Regions from separate parts of the Gossypium arboreum genome. Here region 1 is linked to region 2. Evidence: chromatin contacts called from public Hi-C data. All regions are on one chromosome and are shown on one strand. Each heading gives the region's core, a stretch centred on a gene start, on an enhancer-like site or on the middle of the called end of the contact. The rest is flanking DNA. Distances are from core to core; before and after follow the strand shown.

The links. Hi-C and Micro-C count contacts between places; a contact is called where the count stands out from the background.
Region 1: a Hi-C map of leaf shows a contact between it and region 2, with 2.5 times the contacts expected there. The contact joins the promoter of LOC108472514 here to the promoter of LOC108471232 in region 2. A contact is called at or near these places in 2 of 5 Hi-C or Micro-C datasets (both in leaf).

What each region holds. Positions count from the first base shown.
Region 1 is chr11:47,109,123-47,114,786 of ASM2569848v2, forward strand. LOC108472514 (probable mannitol dehydrogenase) reads left to right here and starts at 3,872. Exons shown (of 5, transcript XM_017774052.2): 1 at 3,872-4,378; 2 at 4,476-4,589; 3 at 4,671-5,184; 4 at 5,295-5,448; 5 at 5,555-5,664. The coding sequence starts at 4,281.
Region 2 is chr11:46,763,437-46,768,600 of ASM2569848v2, forward strand. LOC108471232 (rhamnogalacturonate lyase B-like) reads left to right here and starts at 2,668. Exons shown (of 17, transcript XM_053020856.1): 1 at 2,668-2,812; 2 at 2,943-3,077; 3 at 3,874-3,934; 4 at 4,085-4,206; 5 at 4,316-4,354; 6 at 4,444-4,566; 7 at 4,677-4,796; 8 at 4,878-5,019. The coding sequence starts at 2,968.

The sequences.
Region 1 (5,664 bases), core at 2,622-5,121, 350 kb after region 2:
GATGAAGAAAAAATTGAAAAGATAGAGAGAAAAGAGACCTTGAGTGATGAAAGTCTACTTGATGGTCCAAATTTGGTGAGTGAAAATCCATATGAGGTAAAATTGGAGAGTTCTCAAGTGGAAAAGGAAAATGAAAAGCAAGAAAATACCCATACAAAAGTGAGGAATGGTAACGTTTTAACTAACCTTAACTCAAATTTGTTTAATGGTGTTTCTTTCTTACAGTATTTTAAGGATCCATTGACGGACTCTCAATTATATTATTCTACCATCGATAGATGATTTTACTTCTAGAAAGAGGTAAGTTGAACATTGATAATTCTCCACATGTGCTAGAAGGTAAGAAAAGTAATGATACATCGAAAATTAAAATATGTACGCATACCTTAAATGTTTTTTATAAGTATGCTACTGATTTTATTTTTCCTTACAATATGTTTTTTCATTGGTCAAATTTCAGTAAACAATAGTTTGAACGTTTAATTGATTTTATGGATTTTAGCCCAACTACCAAACTATAATATTTTAAATTTTTCGCCCAAACTCCCAAACTGATTTATTTTCTCCCGAAATTTTTACCCCCTCCCATTTTCCCCCTAAAACTTTTATTCTCTTCCCATCCCAACCCCTTCTACCCCAAACCCATTTCCCTTGAATTTTTTTTTGAATATTTCCCCTCAAAATTTTACTCCCTAAACTCCCAAAACTTTTTATTTTCCCCCAAAACTTTTACTACTCTCCCATCCCACCTCCCTTCTACCCCAAACCCATCCCCCGCCAATTTTTTTTAATATCCCCCAAAATTTTATTCCTTCAACCCCAAAACTTTTACTTTCACTTTTACTCCCAAATCAAAATTAAAATCATCCCCAAAAATCCCTAAACTTAAATAGTAATAATTTTATTTATATCTACTATTTATATTATTAAATTTAAATTTCACATTTTGTATTATTTATATTATTGAATTGTTTAATCATATTGAATCTTTATAAATTTTTGTTAAAATTGAATTATTAATGATGTTATAAAATTTTATGTTGGTATCAATTTCACATTTTATCTTTAAGATAAATTTTATTTAAAAATCACATTTTTACATTTAATATATTTTTAATTTCAAAATATATAATGACAAGAATCATAAGATAATTGAAGTAACAGTTATTACATTGGGCAAATTCGATTATGGTAGACAAATTTAATTACATTGGGTGACAGTGATTATAAAGATTCAAAATTATTTTTTTTAAATTTAATTTGAACAAATATGTTCGATTCGATTTAAATTCCATCTTACTCGACTCGATTTGAGAAAATTTCAAATACAGTCAAGATGATAAAATATAATTTATCAACTTAAAATTTTTTCATTCAATTCAATTCAATTTGATCAAACGCCCCTGACAGAGTTAAAAAAAAAAAAAAAGTCTAAAATCACCACTGGGTGGTGTGGAAAGGATCACACATTCTTCGCCTGTCTTCCATTTGCTTAAAGGATCCTCACCCTGTCGGTCACCACATCAAATCTTCTTTTCTATTTTTCCAGATTCATGCAGCCATTGTAACTTAAACTTACGCTACAGAAGCCCAACCAACCAATAACTCACAAACCACGCAAGTTCCTGATGACCCTGTTTTCGAAGAGATTATCACGTGTCAAGTAGATAAAACATGGACAACCCAGTTGCAAGATGTGTTCATCCACAGACAATAAAACATCCTCATTGCCTTAAATTGACCAATATTGGGTCTACCCGCCATCTCCCCACGACAAATCGTTGGGTGAGACCAGACAAAACAGTCAACCCTCAAAATTAAACTTTTCAAACGCTTCACTTGCAACATCACGCAAACTCTGAAAGTGAAAACAAAACACCCACCACCACCACCCTCTACAAAACACCTCCATCGCCGATCATGGGGTTCACCACCTGGGCCCGATCTCCATCTCCATCTCTGACCCCCTCCCCTTCTCCCTTGTCATCATCATCACCGCCATCGTCGTTATCATCATCTTCGTTGTCACCGCCTTCAAAGCGTCCAGTTGACTTCAGTCCACCGTTGATCGCAATGGTGGTAGTAGTTGCTGCAGCATTTTTAGTCGTTACCTATCCCATTTTAAAAGTAGTTTATTCTGCGGCAAATTCTAGTCACAATAGAAGTTTCAATGAAACAATATTAGTGATTAATCAAATCATAGTAAATGAGAGAACCTTGAGCTCGAAGATGAAATTATTTGATTAAAAAACCTAATGCAATGTAATAATTGAAAGATAAGTTTTGTTTATTAATAACTACAAGAATATATATTTACAATTTTTATATTTAATTTCGCTAATTCATATAAATTTTTAAAGTTAATATCTAATAAAGTTAATTCTAATTGTTATAAATCTCTATATTATTCATAAATTTGAAATTTAATTAATATATTTTATTTTTAAAATATATTTATTCTAATTTTAGATTTCAAAATTCAAGTTCAAGGTCAATAATGTTAATTTATTTTATGTTAAATTTTTAGTATGATATTTTGTAATAAAAAAATACTCAATTAGTAATTATGTAAATAAAAAAATATTGTAATTAACTTAAATTTAATTTAATAAAATAATTTTAACAATTAAACGTAAATTTAAAATTTTAAAAATTAAAAAATTAAATTACTAAAAATAAAAATATAAAAACTAAATTTCAAATTTTTAACTATAATATACTTTAACATTGTTGTAGCTTCTATCCATTGATTTCTTCCGGTATGGCGGCCTTTTGTTAGATTATTGTTGTGGTTGGCATGCATACACATGTATAATATTAAAAACAATTTCAAATAGACATATATTTTCACCAAAAACATGAGTTTGTTGCATATAATCTAGAATCAATATCAAATATATTTTTTATACATATTGAAGATAAAATGGAGTCACAATTTGAATTTGTGTTAAATAATATCAAATATATTATTTTTATTATCTAAATTTTTGTACTTGTATACTCCCACCGGAACTCGTCGGATGGTAATACTTTCATCATGCATTATCGAAAACTCAAACCCAACTATTGTTTTTGTAAAATTTAAAAGAAGTTGTTTTAATAATAAGTTTCAAATTTTTTATAAAAATAACAGTTTTCATAAGTGATTAAAAAATTAATGGCAACTTGATGACTTTTAATTTTCTTTAATATTTAATTTTTTTAAAGATATATATATTTTCTTTAAAGGTGAATTCATTAATTCATTTAATAGATGAAATCATACAATTGAGAGAAAAAAATAACAAACACTCGCTGGCTTTAGCCTTAACATCAATAAAATATTATGACACGTTACAATTGATTTTGTCACAACTCAAGCACAACATATTTGGAGTGATTGCAAGTACTTAATACGATAAGGAAATCAATCCCGGATGGTCTAAAAGGGCGAGAAAAAATCAACAAAAAAATTGAGCAATCACTAAACTAGAGAAGACAACAAGAAAATCATCCCTAACATCACTTGTAAAACTAAGCTTACATGCATAAGCAAAACTAAAAAACGTGCTATAAAGCTGACAAAAACTTCTAAAATTGAAAACTTATTAAACAATGAAAAACAAACAAAGAACATATAAAACTTAAGACAACATAGGTCCACATTGATATGTGAAATCATTTATTATTCTAAAATACTCTCAAAATAGAAACAAATTAAGAAATTGATGAAGAGTCACCCACTTTCCAAGAAAAACTATTGGTGGCCGGCGAAATTTTAGCTAATAACAGACACCATCATCTATCTATCACAACTTGTGAAACAACAAAAATATTTACAAAATAGATCAATAAACTGAAAAGAAAGAAGATAAATGTAGAGAATGAGAAGAAAAAGAAAAATAGGATTGATGGGAGAAGAAAAAAGCGAATGATAGCCAATTCGAGGGTTGAAACTGTTGCTAAGCAAAACAAAAGATAAGAAGCAACGAGTTGGAGTAAATTTTCTTTTTAAGTTGAAAGCAAATTGAAAATGGAAGGAAGAAAAAAAAAAACCTATATGTTTCTTGGTAGCTTTTGTGACTTGTGAGCCGAGAAAGTTTTAAATTTTGAACTTACTTTTCAATTCATTGCCAACATTTTCCAGTTATATGGTCAGCCAACATGTAAGCATTGCCTCCCAAAACCCCGCTATAAAGACCTTCTCTTCCCCATACTACTAAACATTAGTTTATCATTTTTTAATACCATTTGTTTTGTTCTTTAAGACTAGAAGAGACTAAACAATTACACGTCCGACCATGTCAAGATTGCCAGAAGAAGAACACCCAAACAAGGCTTTTGGATGGGCGGCCAGAGACACTTCCGGTGTTCTCTCTCCATTCAAATTTTCAAGAAGGTTTTTCCTTTTCTTTCTTTTTTATTTGATCATGTTTGATCTTCTTCCAAGTCTATTTGTGTCGTTGTTGATTGATAAATATCATGTGGATTTGCAGGGCAGCAGGAGAGAAAGATGTTTCTTTCAAGGTGCTTTATTGTGGGATATGTCATACCGATCTTCATAATGCCAAGAACGAATGGGGCAAGACCTTATACCCTCTTGTCCCTGGGTATAATATTATCTCCATCAATTCATCTCTTTGTTTATGGCAAACAAATATAGAGATTTAAAACAAACATATTGGATGCAGGCATGAGATTGTAGGGGAAGTGACAGAGGTGGGAAGTAAGGTACAAAAGTTCAAAGTTGGAGACAAAGTTGGAGTAGGCTGCATGGTTGGCTCCTGCCATTCATGCGATAGCTGCACCAACAATCTTGAGAATTATTGCCCCAAATTGATAGCTACCTATGGAGGGAAGTACTATGACGGAACTGTTACATATGGGGGTTTTTCTGACACTATGGTGGTGGATGAGCACTTTATCATCCGCATTCCTCACAACCTGCCTCTTGATGCCGCCGCCCCCCTTCTTTGCGCCGGAATCACAGTGTATAGTCCATTGAGATTTTATGGACTCGATAAGCCTGATTTGCATATTGGAGTTGTTGGATTGGGAGGACTAGGCCATTTGGCTGTTAAATTTGCCAAGGCTATGGGGGCCAAAGTTACAGTCATTAGCACTTCTATAAACAAGAAGAAAGCAGCTTTGGAAAATCTCGGTGCTGATTCATTTTTTGTCAGCCGAGACCAAGATCAGCTTCAGGTTTAGTTTCGACAACCTTTTCCTTTTTCTTTTAATATTTTGTCAACAATGAAATTTTCTAAATTCAACACACATTTATATATATATATATATATGTTTATTGTGTTTAGGCTGCTAATGGTACATTGGATGGCATCATCGATACAGTATCTGCTCAACATCCCTTGCTGCCTTTGCTTGGGTTGTTGAAGACTCACGGGAAGCTTGTTCTTGTTGGTGCTCCAGAGAAACCACTTGAGCTACCAGCCTTTCCATTGCTCCAAGGTAAGAGTTTATGGTGAATATATGCTCTCCAAGAATGAATGAGGCTCGACTTCACTGCATGTATATTCAAATAATACTGATGTTATTTTTACATAAAAACTGGCAGGGAGGAAGATAATAGGAGGAAGTTTGATTGGAGGGATAAGGGAGACTCAAGAGATGATTGATTACGCAGCAAAACAAAGCATAAAACCAGACATTGAAATTATACCTATC
Region 2 (5,164 bases), core at 1,418-3,917:
ATTTTAAGAATTTTTAACGCCATTCAAATTCTCCCTCAAATCCAAGTCCGTTAAAATGTCATATTTTTGTTACATGACTATAAAATAATAATTATTTTTAATTTAAAAAGTCACACTAGCAAATTTAATAGAAAAATTTTAACGAAGTTAACCACTTGACATAAAATTTTAAAATCGAAATGTAAAAGGATTAAATTATTGAAAATAGAAGTATGAAAACTAAATTCTAAATATATGAAAAGTATGTAAACTTAGAGTATACTGTGACCTTTAAATTTTGGGTAAAGTACAAAAATAATTACTGAACTATTGACTTTGTTCTATTTTTGTCACTCAATTATTAATTTTTTTAATTTAATCTCTAAATTTTTCAAATTAAATATTTTAGTTACCCTTTGTTAATTGCCATTAAATTTTTTTAAAAAGCTTACGTGAAATTTTTGGAAATTCACGTAATTTTCCAATTTTCCATGTGGGTAAGGTTTTTTGTATTTTTATTAATAATTTTAAATTAAAATTTAATTATAATTATTACAATTTTTAGTATATTTTAGATTTAGAGTTCTATTAAAGTAATACTGCTATTTAAAATTAGCATAACTTTTTAACTAATAATCTAAATCTAAATATAATTATTTTTAAAATTAATTTAATAATATGATGCAAAATAAGAGTATTCTTGTCAGTTCAATTTTTTTAAAATTCATGTTTATATATATATATATATATATGATAGTTGATAGAAGAAAAAAGCATTCTCGTCGATTAAAAAGTTTCTTTAAACTCTTGCTCTTATATATAATATAAGAAAAAATATTTTGGTATAATGCTAATAAAGTTTTTAGACTCCATAAGAAAAATTAGAAAGATATATTAAAATATTAAAAATTGATATTTAAAAAAAGAATCATGTCAATTTTTAAGATTACTTGTAGAAAAAAAATATATTGTCAGTGTACCAAATACTCACCACTAATATAAATTAGTTTTATTGCCTAATAATGTATATGTTTGGTTGTATGTATTTTTTATAAATTTAATTTTTAAAATTGATCTTATAAATAAATTTAAATTATTTTATTTCAAGTAAAATTCTTAAATAAAAAGGTAACAGTAATAAAAAGAAAATAATATTTTCTCTAAGTAATTTTTTATTATCAAATCTTATAAATACTCAAAACATATAATGATAGTGAAAATAATTAAAATGTATTGAACCTTTAAGTAAAAATAAGTAGTTTATATTAAAAGTTTTAACGCATGTTAAAAATTCAATTCATCGATATTTTGAATTTAAAAGAATCAATGAATTTTTGAATTTGTAAATTTAACTTTAAATTTATAAGTAAATTTATGAAAATATGTAAAAATATATCGAAAATATTTTACTAATATATATAGATACGGTAAAAGTTCTTACAAGTTTATGTTGTCTGATACAAAAACTGATTGTTCCCAATATTTTACCATATATATATATATATATATATTTATACATATATGTAGATTGATATAGATAGATAGATAACTAAAATGAAAAAGAAAAAGGAGAAAAACTTAATTGCCAACAATTATTTATTTATTTATTTATTAATTTATCTCTTCCAACTAATATATGAATGTCGAAAACCTTTTATTCATAAACATGCAATAATTCATTTTCAAAATATTTATGTTAAAGTTCAAATTCAAAATAGATAAAAATATAAATAATATAAATTAAATTTTAAATCAAATCAATTAGATAATTATCTAATTAAATATTCATCTAAATTTTAAATTTTCTAATTATCTAATTAAATATGTAAGATAATATAAACATATAATAATTATTTTTAAATTTATTCGAAAATAATAGACAAATTATGTAATTTAAAAATGTGATAATTAATTTTAAATTAAAATTAAAATAAAAAATATATAGATAAGTATTTAGCTAATTTAATTTAAATTAAATTAAACGGATAAATATTTAATTAATCAAATATAAAATACATCACCTGACGTAATTTTAATACTTACATATGTTGTTATCTTGGTGACCTTGTTTTTAAAAAGCATCTGGGTCACGGGGACATGTTATTTGTTCCTGATTTTGACAAATCTGATATCCGTGGCACTTTGTTTAACTTATGTCTATAACTAAGGTTTAGTTTGATAATACATTTCAAAAATAATTTAGGGAAAAATATTTTTGAACAAAGGTATTTATAAATAAATTAATTTTTCAAAAACTAAAAATATTTTTTTGGAAAAACATTTTTAAATTAGGCCTAAGTAGAATAGGTTTCTTCTGTCATTTTACGCCCCTTTTCAATGATTTTCTTTCTTTCTAAATTATGTGTTCAAATAAAAGCACTATAACTATTAATAAACAAGCAAAACTTTATGCACCTATAAAATATAGCTCAAACTTGGGCTTTTCTAATAACATTTTACTTTCAATAATACTACCTGTAGACTAAAAATTATCATAAATTCCATTTACAACATTTGCATAAGTTTTAATGTATGGTCAAACAACAATAGTTAAAGGGAGTCTACAAAATTAAGAATGGTAAATAGCTGTGAATACTAAAAGAGTCAAAAGAGTTGTTGTTTTGTGATTAGAAGACTTTCTTGTATAAAGGCCATTATGGTTGGTGCACGTTACTAAAAGGCCATTAAGATTCCCCGTCTATATCTTTGTAAAGATACCCCAGACACTTTGCAACCCAAAAGAAAAACAAACAAACAAATTTCTCCAATTTGGTTTCAAAACGTCTAACATTGTGAAGCTCATTGGATTTTTTTTCCTTCTATGGTGAATCTGGTAACCCCTTCCACTTCCTCTTCTCATTTCTGGTGTTCTATTGAAAGTTCTCAAAGCATAAAGGGTATCATAAATCATCTGAAACTCTAAAGCGTTTTATGGTTTTGTTTTGTATTTTTCGATTTTACAGCTCTTCAATCCATCAAGAATATTGGATGGAGAAGGTGGCACACAGGAGCCATTTGGGACAGCTTTTTCTATGGCTTCTAATGATAGTTGAACTGTCACTCTTTTACTCTGCATGTTCTGCTGAAATCCCAGTCAGGTTCTTGCTTTGCTCTTCCTCATTCTCCCATATTTTTTTTATCCTGTTCTAATCTGCATGTTTCCCCTTCTCTGCTTATGGTACTAGAGAGTGGAGACCCAAAAGAGTGAGAGCAAGAGAAAAAGAGAGAGAGATTGCATTACTTTCTGACAGTCGATGAGTCCGAATACCCTGTTGCATTTTTTGTCATTATTCCTTAAGCAATCTAATTCCTTGACTTTATATTCTTTGTTTCTAGTTCACTGTTTCCTTGTTCACCTCTTTCCATTTTCTCTCTCTACATATCACGAGTTGTTTAGGCCAATCGGTTTGGGACACCATGGCCTTTTTTCACACATAAACTCAAACACAGGGGAGTAGGGGTTGGTTGAATTATGACCCGTGACCGCAACTACTCACAAGAGTTGGTGATTGGTATCCTAGAAATTTCACATATTCTCGATCGAAAAATTGAAAACTTTTTAATTCAATCCTAAAGTATAAATAATCATCCAAAAAATGAAATTCCACATTTTCTCTGCTGCAATGCTTTTATTTGTTTTACATCAACATGTGACTGCATGGTTTTTCTTGTTATTTTTTTGTCTTTGGTATCAAAATTTTCAACTAAAGTGAATACTAGTAAGTTTGTTCATGAAATTACTGGAAGAATGTTGGTATTCTACTTTGGAAATTTCTTGGGGCATAAATTTTTGGGTTTTTTTTTTCTTTTCATGGACAAATTAAACATCTGTACTAACTATAAGTCATGTCACAAAAACTAAATACATACTACTCTTGGATGTTTGATTTGCAGAAAAATCCTGAACCTTGGAGATTGTAACCCTCATGTCCGGTTGCAAATAAGTCATCACAACGTAAGAAAGTATAAAAATTTGCTTTCACTTTGTTTTAGGTGCAAAGAACATTGATGTATGGTTCTATTAATTCTTTTATTTCTTCATATCAAAATATTATTAACTATCTAATGGACTTTTTTTTTTTTTTTTTGATTGTTTGTTTTTCAGGTGGTTATTGATAATGGACTTATTGAAGTCACTATTGAGAACCCATCTGGTCATGTGACAGGAATAAAATATATGGGGATGGATAATGTGCTTGAATGTGGAAACCCAAACTCTAATAGAGGGTATGCCCCTTTTTAACTATAACGAATGCAAAAGTGCTGTTTTATGTTTTTCAAATTTGCAGTATTTGGAAAAACTATTTTCTCCATTGCTTAGATTTATATATTCCAGGTACTGGGACTTTGTCTGGGATAACAGCACCTTTGACAAGTGAGTTTTCCACCATTTCTACATAAATGATTTCCTGAATACCTGTCACTTCTTTAGTTAACACTGGTTGTTTACATGTTACTTCCCAGAATGGAAACAAAACATGTGAAGGTCATAGCACATACTGATGAGCTAGTGGAGATTTCCTTTACCAAAAATTGGGATTTCAGAACAGATCATCGCAAGACAGTTCCCTTAAACATTGACAAAAGGTATGGAATTGTTATAAACAAATCTCAATATTTTGCACAAGTTTGATTATACGGCTTAAAAAAAAACAAATTGTGATGGCCCTTATGCTTCATTTTTAACATTCTCCCAGGTTCATAGTCCGACGAGGCGTTCCAGGGGTATACATGTATGGTATTTTCGAGCGCCAGGAGGATTTTCCGGATGCACAGATGTATCAATTAAGAATTGTTTTCAAGCTCAAGGAAGACAAGTAAAAAAACCAAAGATCAACCCTTGATCACTATATAAGATCCAATTGATGCCAATATTTCATGTGACATTTTTGAATCAGGTTTAGGTTCATGGCGATATCGGACACCAGACAAGGGGTTATGCCTAGGGGAGAAGATCGAGATAATACTCGCAGTCAGACTCTTGCCTTCAAGGAAGCTGTTCTAATGACCAATCCATCCAATCCACAATTTAGAGGAGAGGTATTTTCTTCTACATTTTACTTTTTGAGGTAAAGTAGGATTCTTTAGGAATGGCCTTGGAAAAACGTGGCTTCTCTTTGTCTGTATCTCTGTTTTGTCCGAGTATACTAAATTAACAGCAATTCCCGTGACAATTGTGGGGGTG